2 separate regions of the Columba livia genome follow, and region 1 is linked to region 2. Evidence: chromatin contacts called from public Hi-C data. All regions are on one chromosome and are shown on one strand. Each heading gives the region's core, a stretch centred on a gene start, on an enhancer-like site or on the middle of the called end of the contact. The rest is flanking DNA. Distances are from core to core; before and after follow the strand shown. Region 1 overlaps PAK2 (p21 (RAC1) activated kinase 2). Region 2 holds the start of PAK2 (p21 (RAC1) activated kinase 2).

What was found. Hi-C and Micro-C count contacts between places; a contact is called where the count stands out from the background.
Region 1: a contact with region 2 is called in a Hi-C map of crop, with 2.0 times the contacts expected there. The contact joins the enhancer-like site here to the promoter of PAK2 in region 2. A contact is called at or near these places in 2 of 2 Hi-C or Micro-C datasets (crop and liver).

The regions. Positions count from the first base shown.
Region 1 is chr9:20,722,531-20,729,644 of bColLiv1.pat.W.v2, forward strand. PAK2 (p21 (RAC1) activated kinase 2) reads left to right here. Exons shown (of 15, transcript XM_065073045.1): 7 at 679-811; 8 at 1,289-1,352; 9 at 2,025-2,073; 10 at 4,789-4,901; 11 at 5,268-5,385. Among named protein-coding and RNA genes, the nearest start is that of SRPRB, 17 kb to the right of the region's middle. Within about 2 kb of position 2,076, at least 1 of the 3 cell types and tissues checked has an H3K27ac peak away from gene starts, as active enhancers do.
Region 2 is chr9:20,688,498-20,694,859 of bColLiv1.pat.W.v2, forward strand. PAK2 (p21 (RAC1) activated kinase 2) reads left to right here and starts at 3,186. Exons shown (of 15, transcript XM_065073045.1): 1 at 3,186-3,354. It overlaps LOC135580187 (a long non-coding RNA gene), which reads right to left and starts at 3,771. Exons shown (of 2, transcript XR_010474482.1): 1 at 3,371-3,771; 2 at 1-1,650.

The DNA of each region.
Region 1 (7,114 bases), core at 826-3,325, 33 kb after region 2:
GAAAGTTAAATGCTTAAGAAGTTGTTAGTTAAGTTTTAGTGTAGTTGTCTTGAACTTCACGCCTTGTGAACAAATCCCAGCTCATACTTTGGACTGTGATATGCAGATATGTTGCTGCTCTGCCCATTTATTTTTGCTGCGGGAGCACGAATGTGAATTGTGTATTTGTGTCAGTGATGCTGCTTTATAATCGCCCACTCTGGGGATGTAAACGTATCAAATGTGACAGATCTTACAGCTTGATATTTCTAAGGTGTGTCCATGAACAGCTCAGGAGGAAGTTAAATAAAGCTCCAAGAAAATCCCCTAAACCGGGGGCAACTGGGAAGTTTTTGAGAGCCTCGTGCTTCTTTTCATGTTGAAGCATGAATCTTTTTCCTTTCAATCTCAGGAGTGGTTGAATCTCGCTATTAAATAGTGATTTCTGCGCTGATAACTAGCGTGGGTTATGCAGAATAAGCAGGTAGAAAACCCACCAAAGGTTTCTGTGTGGAAATGAATCTCCTGGCATCCGCTCAGGGGGTGCCTGGGTCCTTCTTTCAGAGCTCAATAAAGTTACCAGCATCTTGACTTTATGGAATTTAATGCTTCTCAGATCTAATTTCTGCCTCCAACCTGTTATGTCAACTGGTGTTTGGGGAATCTTTGAAGAACTGTGAACGGTCTCTGTTTTAACAGATTTACACTCGATCTGTGATTGACCCCATCCCTGCGCCGGCTGGTGACGCCGCTGTTGACAGCGCGACGAAATCGGGTGATAAGCAGAAGAAGAAGACCAAAATGTCAGATGAAGAGATTGTGGAGAAACTACGTAGGTGGTTTTTGTTTCAGATAAACGACGGCTCTAAGGCTGGGGAGGAACGTTAAGCTTTTGCCCTCATCTTTTATGGCTTGTGTGGATACCATGCTTGATTGGTTTTGTGTCCAAGAGCAGCTGAGAGGAACATTCAGAAGCTTTGCTGATTTATGTGCTTCAGAGCCTTATTGGGTAAAAAAGATCGTAGAACAGGTTTTGTGGGTTGAAGTTGGGTTGTGACAGTGCGATCTGCCTGTATAATACAACCATAATAACACAAAATAGCTTCTGCTGTTGTTTGTTCCGTAGTCATCTTGAAGACAATTTTTCACATTGATGTTCCTGTGCTTAAGTCGAGAACTGACTGGTTTCCAGACTAGGCCCAGCTACCGGTTTTGTCATAACCCCACACTGGGTTTTGCTACACAGAAGACCACAATTAAATTGAGATACTAGTGGGAAATAGCATGATGTGTCTCCTTTCTTCTTTAGGGACTATCGTGAGCATAGGAGATCCCAAGAAAAAATACACCAGATATGAAAAAATCGGGCAGGGGTAAGTGCTCACCCCAACTTTTATTCCCAGTGAGGCAGCATTAAGACCAGTTCTCTGTTCAATCTGATGGCGTAGCCCCTGCTTACTGAAGCAGGCAGAAGTGTGGGCTGTGTTAAGTGGTGATAAACACATGGTGAAGGCTGGAAATATTCTTTTAATGGGAGAGTGTATCTAGTCCTCTCCTCTCTGGTAAGATGTGTTCACGATGGCTGAATAGCACGAGGACGTGTCAGAGTTATCTTCGGTAACAGTACTGCCTGGACCAAGGTATTATTGGAGAAGAAAGTATATGTTAATACAAGTTGTAGCTTTTCCAGCCTAACTCCTACTGTATACTTTCCAAATAGGTCTGTCTGTGTTTGTGTGTGGGCTTCCCTGGGGGAAAAGAAAAGTTAATACCTATTGCAGAAAGGGTTGCCCAGCTTATCTGATCTTCTGGGGGCTCAAACACGCTGGATACAGGAGGATAGTTGGTGTCAGAGAGAACTCGAGATGATTTTGTTGTATGTGAACCACCTGGTGTTTCCGTGATACCACTTGCTTCTAATAACCTTCTTTTTGATAAAGCTCTTGCAACGTCGCAAGCTGACACAGTTTAGTGTTTGTGATCTATCTGTTCATGTGTGTGTTTTTTATACAACTGCCTGCAATGTTGTTTTTTTTTCTTCACAGGGCTTCAGGTACAGTGTTCACAGCTATCGATGTGGCAACGGGGCAGGAGGTGAGATTTCTGAGTTCACTGCACTGCGATTGCTTTGTCTGTGTAAATGTTTTTATGTAGGTGGCTGAATGTTTTTATGTGGGCTCCAGTATAAGTTGGGGAATGAGCTGTTGAAGAGCAGTGTAGGGGAAAGGGACCGGGGGTCCTGGGGACAGCAGGGTGACCATGAGCCAGCACTGGGCCCTTGTGGCCAGGAAGGCCAGTGGTACCTGGGGTGGGTTAGAAGGGGGTGGTCAGTAGGTCAGAGAGGTTCTCCTGCCCCTCTGCTCTGCCCTGGGGAGACCACACCTGGAATCTTGTGTCCAGTTGTGGCCCCTCAGTTCCAGCAGGACAGGGAACTGCTGGAGAGAGTCCAGCGCAGCCACCAAGATGCTGAAGGGAGTGGAGCATCTCCCGGGTGAGGAAAGGCTGAGGGAGCTGGGGCTCTGGAGCTGGAGAAGAGGAGACTGAGGGGTGACTCATTCCTGGGGATCAATATGGAAAGGGGGAGTGTCAGGAGGATGGAGCCAGGCTCTTCTGGGTGACAACCAGTGACAAGACAAGGGGCAATGGGTGCAAACTGGAACACAAAAGGTTCCACTTAAATATGAGAAGAAACTTGTTCATGGTGAGGGGGTCAGAGCCTGGCCCAGGCTGCCCAGGGAGGTTGTGGAGTCTCCTTCTCTGCAGACATTCCAACCCGCCTGGACGCCTTCCTGTGTAACCTCATCTGGGTGTTCCTGCTCCATGTGGGGATTGCACTGGATGAGCTTTCCAGGTCCCTTCCAGTCCCTGACACTCTGGGATTCTGTGAAATTACTTGACTCGATTTCTTTCTGTGGCTCCCATCTCTGCTATTACCTCCCAGAAGAATGTTGTCATAGTCGTCTGTAACAGTGTGTGCCTTGTTCTGTGATAATCAGATGATCCAAGCTAAAAATAGAGTTTTGTCTTTCGGGTGAAAAGCAGAGGGAGTGAGGTGTTTTGAATAAAGTTTTGCCTTTGCGAATTGTGGGCCGTGGTGTCCCGCATTTTCAAAACTTACATTTTGTTCAGTGTTTGCACACTTGCTCTCTAGTCCCATGTCAGCAGAGGTGGTGGATGTGCCCATCTGTATGTGTCAGCTCCCCCGATGTGATTCTCTGCTGTGGTCACAGAGCCTTCTCCACGTCCTGCTCTTTGCTTTCCCTCCTTGGTGTCTCCAAACCCTCCTGGTGAAGTTGGTAACATCAGCAATAATCTTCTTGCTTGTCACCTAGTGGTCATCCCTGGTTCCCAGGATTTAAACTTAGGAATTATTTGCTTTTCTTTAATTTCACAATCCCTTAATTTTCTTTTAAACATCTGCCAGTAGCCTTAGGTCACCGATCAGTAATTGCCCTTTCAACATCAGCCACATTTACCAGTACTGTAGCGGAGCACATCTCTAAAACACAAGCCTTTCAGTCATCCCAGTGCCTCGTCTCTTAGATTCCTCTCTGCACACTGCAGTACTTCATGTCCTCATACTGAGTGCATGCTACATTTTGTAATTCAGTTCCTTTCTTAGACCTCCCGTGCGTCTTGTCAGGCCGTTTGCAGTCTCTGTGCATTAAAGGGATGCGGTACTCTGGCTTTCCGGGTAGAATTTGGTCTATTCAGTGGTGAGAACAGGCCAAAGGAGGATTTTATTGCTATTTTCAATGCCCGGATGGGAAGGTGTAGAGAATATGGAGCGCAGACTCCTCCTAGAGCAACACAATGACAGGACAAGAGGTAACAGACAAAAATTGCCATAAAGGAGAGTCTGGTTAGATAGTAGAAATGTTTTTCCCCTCACAGTCAGGATGGTTGAACATGGGACAGGAGCCCAGAGCTGAATATCTGCCCATGGACTATCTGCCCATGGATATCTCCATTCAAACCACAGTTGCACAAAACCTTCAGTAACCTGCTCCACATTGGCTGTGCTGTGGGCAAGGGATTGGACCAGGCGGCCTCCGGAGATCCCCTGAAAACTTAATTATGATTCTGTGCCATGGGTTTTCTCCTTTTAATGCTCTTGGCAATACGATAGCGATGGTTTCTACAGGGTTATATTGGTTCTTGCATTTGGTTTTGGACTGGTAGGCAGGTCATCTTGTAAACTCCAAAGTGCCTCCTCAAAGTGTTGCAGGTAACATAACTGCAACAATTCTTCTACATTTTAAAATCGGGAATAGTTACCCTGATTAGCTTATTTCCTGGACAAGACAGCTCTTGATCTTCCCTTCCTTCTCTGGGATAGTTCAGTTGCTTAATTGCTTTGAGAGCAATTCCTTCTGCCTCCCAGCACTTCCTATACCCAAAGGCTAATTTGGTCGGAACCTAGAAACACCTATTATCTTGCCTTGCATTGGAAGGTTTATTCTATCACCCTTAGTTGCTACAAGATCCTCTTCTGCCCTAGGCCCGTTGAAATGAAATTGGGCGAGTATCTTTTTATCTTCTGAATGTTTCCTTCTGGCCTTCGTTATTGTTTGCGAAACTTTTCAGCTGCAAGAAGGTGATGTTGCTGTGGGCGTGAGTTGTATGCTCGTCGAGCTGTAATTCTTTTAAGTTGTATGCTAATAAATAAATAACTTGCCAGCTGCAAGCTGTGCTAAACTCCTTTAATCCTGTTATGGAATTTCTTCTAAATTTCCACAATATTAAGAACGACCGAATGGTTTTGTTACCTGCGTTCAAGCAATTGCTATTTTGTTTTGTCCTATTCAGGTTGCTATTAAACAGATAAACCTGCAGAAACAGCCCAAGAAGGAGCTGATTATTAATGAAATCTTGGTAATGAAGGAGCTAAAGAACCCCAACATCGTCAACTTCCTGGACAGGTAAGTGCAGCTGGCTGGTCGATTCCTTCATCCCCAGGGGCTTCCAGAGGTTTTAACTTGATTTACTAACACAGATCCGTACCTGAGGGTCTTATAAGCAAATGAAACTGTATATAGACTGCCATCTGAAACAAAAATAACAGGTCATCTGTCCTGTAGGGTGCTATCGTGCCCATTTAGGACATAAGACGCACACAGCTTTTATTGGCAGCATTTACATTTCATGTTGCCTTCCAGAGATGAACTTTCTTTACCATTTGTCTAGAAGTGCTTGTGAATCATTTCATTGCCCGACTCTTCTCAGTCGTTTTCCAGTTCTCAACCTTGTGATGGCAAACGAGCATGCTCTTTGTTTTCTGTTTGCAGTTACCTCGTAGGAGATGAACTGTTTGTGGTGATGGAGTATCTGGCTGGGGGCTCGCTAACAGATGTGGTCACAGAAACGTGTATGGATGAAGCACAGATCGCTGCTGTTTGCAGAGAGGTGAGTGTTGTAGTTGAATTTTGTCGGTAGAGGAATGAAGACGCACTCTTAGAATTTGTGGTACACTTAAGTTAGGACTAATTATAACAATTGCCGTTGGAGCCATTTAGTTGGGAAGGATGAACAATACTAAGAGCAGAAATTGATATCACAATAACAGAAAATAACAAGTTTAACCAGGAAAATTGGGGGTTTGCAATTAACTGGCATTAACTGTCAAGACATTAACTGGCAAGATTGCAAGAAGTCCCAAACAGGTGGGAAAGAAAGAGGTCTTCATCCACAAAAGCATTTTATCGCCACTTCTTTAATCAAACCTACAAGCTCGACATGCTTGAGAGCTGGTGCCTTATTAAACAGGAGCGTGCTTATATTTGGACTCCAAGTCAAGAAGCTATGTTGATGAGATGGCCTGTAAGGCTTACGTTTCCCTCTGTACCACAGTGCAAGAGGTCAATGTTTGAGGCTTTATTCAGAGTTTCTGATGACAAAGCTGATGAAAAACATTAAAAGCAAGATGCAAAGCTTTGGGTGAGGAGGGAATGCCTCATGTATTGTTAAATAGCAGTTGCCTGGGTCAGTTGAGGAGAAGTGATGAGCTCCAGAGGGAGTCTAGTCCTGTCATCCTTGCTCAAAGGAGTATTAACCTCAGTGTGTCTAGGAGAGGAGGCTTAAAAAATAGACAGCATTTGTGGTGTTCACTTTGCTCCCAAATGGAACTGTTAATGTGAATCTGCCTGTTAAATGTCTATTAGATATATAAATACTTTTGCCCTGGCGTGGTGGGAGAGTCTCTGTTTTCCATTTTTAGAAAGTTATAGTCTGAGAGATACCCTCTTGTGAGAGTTTACAAAACACTGTAATACAAATCTGACACTCAGTTTAACTTGAAGTTCTTAGATAGTCTCCATATATTTGTTAATGCTTCAGTGTGGCATTGGGTGTTTGCAAGTTGTAACACGAGAGCTCTGGCAGTTTGGAGCTGGGTGTTTGGGGAGGGCAGGTGGTGGAGCACACACATTTGGGGTTTGGTACCTGGGTTGCCCAGTCCTGCTGACAGTTTTAACAGTAAGATTATTGATAATGTGTGTTGAAGTTCAGGGAAGAGCAACAAAGGAGTTTAGCAGGTGGGAAAGAATGTATTTTTTAACTTCGACTAACAAAGAATATTCCAAGGCACCAAAAAGCCTTGAGTAATCAAATATAGGTAATGTAGACTGTAGAGACAGGAGCAGAAAAAAGAAAAAAGCATGAAAGCTTCAGGGTGTTTTCCAATAGGAAGAAGGGGAACTGTGTTTGCTTTAAGTGTGAAAGTGGACCTGGTGAAATAAGAATAGTTTAAAAAACATGTACTAAAATACAGCTGAGCTTGGTGCAGACTGTCCCTTTCTCGTTCTCATGGTGCGTGAAATCTATAGGTCCGTGACAGCTGAGCTTGCTTTCTGGATTTCTCAGAAAAACAATTCTCCAGAAGCTCGCAATTGGAATAATTTTAAGATTGCAGTAAGATATCAAATGGAAGAGTTAAAAATAGCTGAAGTCACAACTTGTCGGTGGTTTCTGCCCTGAGTCAGAGCGCCAGCATCCAGCTCAGGCTTGATTTATTAGGGCAGGAGGAGAGTAATTGTATTATCTGCTGGGCACATGAAACTTAGACTTTTAAGAGCTCCATCTGACTACATCAAGGTAACATCTGCTTTTGATGAGTCAACAAAAAGGAGGGGATGGA
Region 2 (6,362 bases), core at 1,936-4,435:
AGCTCGTCTTGTGACTTCGCCCACGACAGGTCGGCGAGTGCTGGGACACTGGGCTCTTGTTTGCCTGACGATTTCTGCGCCAGCGCTGCACCCGCTCCCTCCCAGGAGTCGCCGCATCTGCCTGGGGGAAGGGAGAAATCAAAGAGAACAATTGCAGAGAGATTTGGTGACATGATGAACCACATCAGCGCAGCGGGGCTGGTGACCAGTATTGTGACGCTTGTCTCTCAGCAGGATTTTTAATTCCCAGAGACGAGTTCTCGTGCTCGCTCTTTTACACAGGTAAATAATTCTGTGTCGCAGTCTGACCCTTGGAAAGGCAACAGCCCAGACTGCAGCTCAGCTCAGGTCTTTATCACCTGAAATCTCTTTTAAACATCAGATAATACCAGTTGAAAGATCCTGGCTTGAATTCCTTAGCTGAAACAAGCTGCCCGATATCACAGCCTAGTGAAAAAAAAAAGGTAAATATCTTTTGGACAAATGTGACAAAATATTGCAAGTGGCAAAAAAAGTGGAAGATCTGGCAATCTGAACAAGTGAGGATGTGAGAATAGAAACCAGTGTTAGTGGTAAGATGCTGTAGGGGAAACTGAGGCAGGAGGGGCTTGAATTACTGGGGTTTAGTGCTGTCAGTACCAAATACTTGGCATCAGAACAGGTTTAGATGGGCACTGATCAGTTTGGCTGGCATGTAGCTCACTAAATGTATCTAAAATTAGTCATGACCTCACCAATAAGCTTTTCAGCTGAACTTGATTCATACTGATTCTTGTTATTGTGAAATATGAGAGAAATCACAGAATTTCTCAATGAATTTCTTTTTTGTTATGGGAAATAGCAAATATTTACCATTTCTTAAATCCATAGCATTTGTATTAAAAATATAGTCGACAAGATTTTCTTTAAAAGCTGCAAATAAGTGTCATAGCTGTTATAGTGTAGAGTATGAAGGAATTTGCCAGTTAAATTTTCTCTCCCATACCAGAAACGACTGTCATTAGGCAAGCACAGCATCTTGCAGGCAGAAATGAGATACCTGTGAGTCCTTAGGAACAGATACAAAGGGCCAGACACAACCATATTCGTTATTAATATATGCAAGGACTGAATCAGAGCAATGAAATAGATGGTTTGGAGCGAGAGTGAGTGGGTTTGGGGGTGAAGGAGCAAGGAGAAGTAAAGATACCTTATGGGAAAGGAAAGTAGAGCTGAGGGAAGTGTGAAGTTCAGAAATCTGCTGTGGTTTCTGGAGAGATATGTGCAGAGGTGGATGAGCAAAATCTGGATCGTGGGAGGATCAAGTACAGAGTTCTATCAGAATGGGAAAGTAACAATGCGATATGCACAGAAAAAACAGATGTTGCTTCAAGCCTGGACTGACAGAGGATGTGAAGTCCATGCTGCAGGGCAGGTGGATATTTGGGGAGGTCATCTGGAAGATTAAATATGTCACAGGAATGTTGAGGGAGAAGTTTGAGGGCAAATATGCTGCTTTCACAGCTGCATTACTGCTGTGTCTCTTGGAACCTTGGCTGAGCAGTGGCTTGAGTCGCTGATGGTAGAAGTGGCAACATGGGAAGCTGGCGGAGCGACTGCACGCTGCTGTCACCGGTACTGCTGCACCCTGAGCTCCGGGGGCTTCTGGACCTGAGCAGTTGTTGGGAGAAAGGTTAATTTGTTGTCAGCTGTATGGATACCAAAATGAGCCCCTTGGTTGGAAAAGCCACTCAAGACCATCACGTCCAACCGTTCCCCCAGCCCTGGCACTGCCCCATGTCCTGAGAACCTCATGTCCGTCTGTCCAACCCTCCAGGGATGGTGACTCCAGCACTGCCCTGGGCAGCCTGTTCCAATGCCCCACAGCCCTTTGGGGAAGAAATTGTTCCCCACATCCAACCTCAACCTCCCCTGGCACAACTTGAGGCCGTTTCCTCTGCTCCCGGCGCTTGTTCCTGGGGAGCAGAGCCCGACCCCCCCTGGCTCCAAGCTCCTTTCAGGCAGTTCAGAGATCAGAAGGTCTCCCCTCAGCTCCTGTTCTCCAGCTGAACCCCCAGGTCCCTCAGCCGCTCCCATCACACTTGTGCTCCAGCCCCTCACCAGCTCCGTTCCCTTCTCTCCACTCGCTCCAGCACCACCAGAGCAAGAGGAAGAACCGTGCACAGAGGAGGTATGTGAAGCACAACCACCCTGACACCCTTCCCACCCTCCTGCTTGCAGATGGTTGTGGCTGCTGTCCCCTCTCGTACCCCCGCGAGCCGGGGGGGGCCTGGGCAGGGAAGAAACTACTGAATCACTTTTCCTCAAGGAATTAAGCGTTGAGGAAACAATGTCAAATTTAAACTCCAGAGAACTGAAGTGAGGGGTGAAGAAGAGCCAGTTGAGAAGTGGTGTAACTCTGTGGGGTTTTTTTGTTTGTTTGGGTTTTTTTCTGTAACTACAGTCAGCAATTTCTATAGCAATAGCCAGCTGCAGGGGCAAAAGCCCACTGCCCTAGAGAAAAAAAAAAAAGAATTATCAATCTACGAAAATGTCAGATGATCTGAGAACAACTGAGCTGTGATGGGTTGTAAGTACTGTGTGCTGTTTATAAATATATAAAGGGGGGTGTCAGGAGGATGGAGCCAGGCTCTTCTGGGTGACAACCAGTGACAGGACAAGGGGCAATGGGTACAAACTGGAACACAGGAGGTTCCACTTAAATTTGAGAAGAAACTTGTTGGGGGTGAGGGTGTCAGAGCCTGGCCCAGGCTGCCCAGGGAGGCTGTGGAGTCTCCTTCTGTGCAGACATTCCAACCCGCCTGGACACCTTCCTGTGTAACCTCATCTGGGTGTTCCTGCTCCATGGGGGGATTGCACTGGATGAGCTTTCCAGGCCCTTCAACCCCTGACATTCTGGGATTCTCTGTGGTGGGGAAGGCCCGGAGCAGCGCTGGCCCGGGCCTCTCCCGTCCCAGCCGCCAGCCGGGACCCTCCCCGGCCCCCTCAGGGGTGCTGCAGGGGCCGCGGTTCCCCACCGTGGCCGCCGCCCCGGTACAACCGGCCGGGGCCGCTGTCCCTTTAGTGAGCCGAACTGCGCTTCCCGCCCACCCCGGCGCACCGCCGAAGTCGTGACGCCACTTCCCGCGCGGGGCGCGGCGCCTGCCGGGAGTTGTAGTCGAGCATGCGTGGCTCCGCCCCCGCCCGCCCCCGCGGGCTGTGGCCACGCGCGGCGGTTCCGCTTCCCCTCCGGCCGCCGCCGCCGCCTCGGTGGGTCCCGCCGCCGCCATTGCTGAGGCGCCGTGTGGCGGCCGCGCCCCGCTCCACCCCCGCCCTTCGCGCCCCTGAGGCGGCCGGCGCCGCCGCGCCAGCCCGGTGAGTCCGCTCCCACCTGCCGTTCTTTGTGGAGCCCGCCGCGTCGGGGCCTGCGGCGGGCGGCGAGATCCGGGGCGGCCGCTCCCCTCACGGGCCCCGCGGGAGAGAGGAGGGGCGGGCGGGCCGGGGGGCGCTGCGCCGGGTCCGGCTCCGGGAGGGCGGCGGCGGGAGCGGTGCTCGGCCCCGCTTCCTGCGGGCCGCGGTGGGCCCCGCCTCGGCCCCCGCCCCCGGGGGAGCACGGGGGGCTCGGAATCCCCGGGCAACGGGCGAAAACCTCGCGGGAAAGCGCGGGTGTGGGTGTCGCGGAGATAAATCCTTACCAAAAAAAAGGTTTAAATAGAGAAGCGGAGCGCAGAGCCCCGGCCCGCCCAGCGCCTTGAGCGCTCTGGCTCTTCAAGCGCCTCACCTGCGTGGGGTTTCTCTTCCCTGTGTTTTGTGCTTTATTTTTATTACCGCTTTTTTGTTCTGTCAAAACGGGACGGTTGCACTTTGGTGCGAAGGTGTTGGGGAGGATAAAGTCGGTTTTAGCCTGGGACGAGCGAGCAGCTGCCCGGGGCTGCGTTGGGAATCAGCCGCTTTCAAGGAGCGATGTTGTGCTGTTCCCAAAGTGAACCGCTTCCCCTTCTGACTCACGGAGAGCGGAGACACTACCGATGTATGTTTTTAAAATAATCGTTATTTTGGAGGTCTTGTGATGATGGTGATGTTAGGTGCGATTCAAACATGGTGTATTGTGGGGGTTTTTATCTTGTTATTTCTGTTTTTGTCTTTTTTTTTTGGTGTGGTTTATACTTGTGCAAGTCTACTTTGCAGTATGGAGCATCCTCACAATGTGAGCCCCGGAGCGGTACCTCCCTAAAAACACAGGGACCAGCTTCTACGTGATTCGATCTGTTCGTTTTGGAGGCGGAGGGAATTTAACTCACAGAAGTGTTCTGGGGGCAGGTTAAGAAATACCTGTGTGTAACCAAATGACTTGGTCCAGTTTGATGTGACGGACTAATAGACTGAAATAGAAGCAACATGGAAATGCAAAAATGCAAAACCTCTGTGTTACGATCTTTGGAGTAGAATCTTTAAGATAATAGGAGCACATTAAAAAAAATGCACCGAGTGATGTTTTAGAGGAAGGAAAAACCTTACTTAAAAGTTCACTGGTTGGGTATTTCAGTTCTTGAGGCCAGAACAAAACTGCTTGAGGAAGAGTAACTCAGATCTTCTGTGTTGTCTAAGTTGTGTGTGGAATTTGACTTAGCTTTGTGCAGATGTAGTTGTTAAAACAAAAATATCGGGCTGTTAAATGGGGAATGAAGCCTTTGTCTATTGATCTTGCAGTTTTTAACACGGTGTGGCGTGTTTCGGTGTATCCCAGGCATGGTTGTCAGAGGCTGATTTACTGGGATGAAATTCATTGCGAGTTACAACTGGGACGTTGGGCCAACTGGGGGAGTTTCCTTCAGAGACACCTGCTCGTGTTCCCCCTGTGGTCTGGATGCTGAGCAGAATGGTGAATCCTTGACCACGTCTGGGAAGTAAAATCTTGTGCTTATTTTAAAATGTAGCCTTTTAAAACCTCATGTGTGCTTGCGCTAAGTCAGCCTTTTCGTTATATTTAAAAATGATTCAAATCCAAAAATTATTCGAATAACTTTAGGGTAAGGGTTCAGGGTATTGGGGCTGCGGATTTTGTTCTTGTGCTGGTATGAAAAGCCATAGGGATCTGAATCTAGCTCTTTGTGTTTTACGAGTAAAACACACTTCTGCTTTGGAGTTCTTGCATCAGTCTTGGTTTGGGGCTGCTTTTTTTTTCTTCTACCTTTTATGTGTTTTCTGCATTAGGAGGTTTCTGGGGTACTGAGAACTTCCCTGCAAGTTTTGTGCCAGCATATTCATGTTCCTTACAACACACATTTATTGATGTGTCTGTGCCGCAGCCACAACAAAGAAAAAGCTGCTTGTTCTGAAAGCAACCCCTGGTTACCGAGGTGCTCTTCCAGACGACCCAACCCAGTCATAGCACCAGCAGAGATGCAAGTCCTGGGGTCAGAAACTGGGATGCAGGCAGCAAACGTTGAAAATCATTTGGCTCGGTAACCCATTCAGGAGGAGAAGGCAGCGGAGGGATGGTGGAGAGGTTTTTAGCAGCAGGCACCAAGTATTTGCACACATCCTAATGAATTGTTTCTGCTGAAGTTGGGAAAGGATACAACCAAGTTGCCAAAAGGAGGTAGTTGTGGAGCTTTCCCTTTTTTGTTTTTAATTTTCTAGAAATATAGTCGCAACGATCAGCTCTGCTCTGCGCTCTCTTGGACCTGGTGAGAGATTCAGAAAGGCTGCAGTGAGCTCGATTTTCAGATTTCCAAGGAGGCACCTTCTTCCTAAATCAAGTTTGCCTGGCCCCAAACTTTGAGACCGCTTTGTAATTGCGCAGTGTCGCCTTGGAGAGGGTTCCGAACCTGCTGAGCTCACCACAGTGACCAAACGGACCTTTTCGGTGAAGTTTAACTTGTCAAATGCTGAAGTTACCGCTTTGGTCTGTGAAGTGTAGTGCTGCTGGAGATAACAAATTGCTCCCAGTGCTCGGGTGTCTAAGGGTTCTTGTTGTGCTTTGCTGTTTGGAATGAGGGTGTCTAGAGGCTGCTATGTTGTGAAATTTTATAAAACTCTTGTTTGCGTTTAAATGCAGGTGGTAAGATATTTTCAGGTCTCCTAGCGACCGACCTAACCAGGGCCTAAGTCGCAAGGTGTAGACTGAGCTCACAGTTTATATTCAAGCCGTACTTTACTGCTCAAGGTTTGTGAGATCTTGGAGCATGATTTTACCTAAATTGTGCCTTATTTTAATTGGAAAACACACACTTCAGTGCTGTATTTTGACCGATGTAGTGGACAGTGTCTGTCATCAAGAGCTGGAAACACCGGTTTTGGTCCCAGTCCTGTATCTGACTTGTCAGTTTAAGTCGATCATTCTTTCTGTTTTCTCATCTGGGAATGGGGATTAGTCAGGC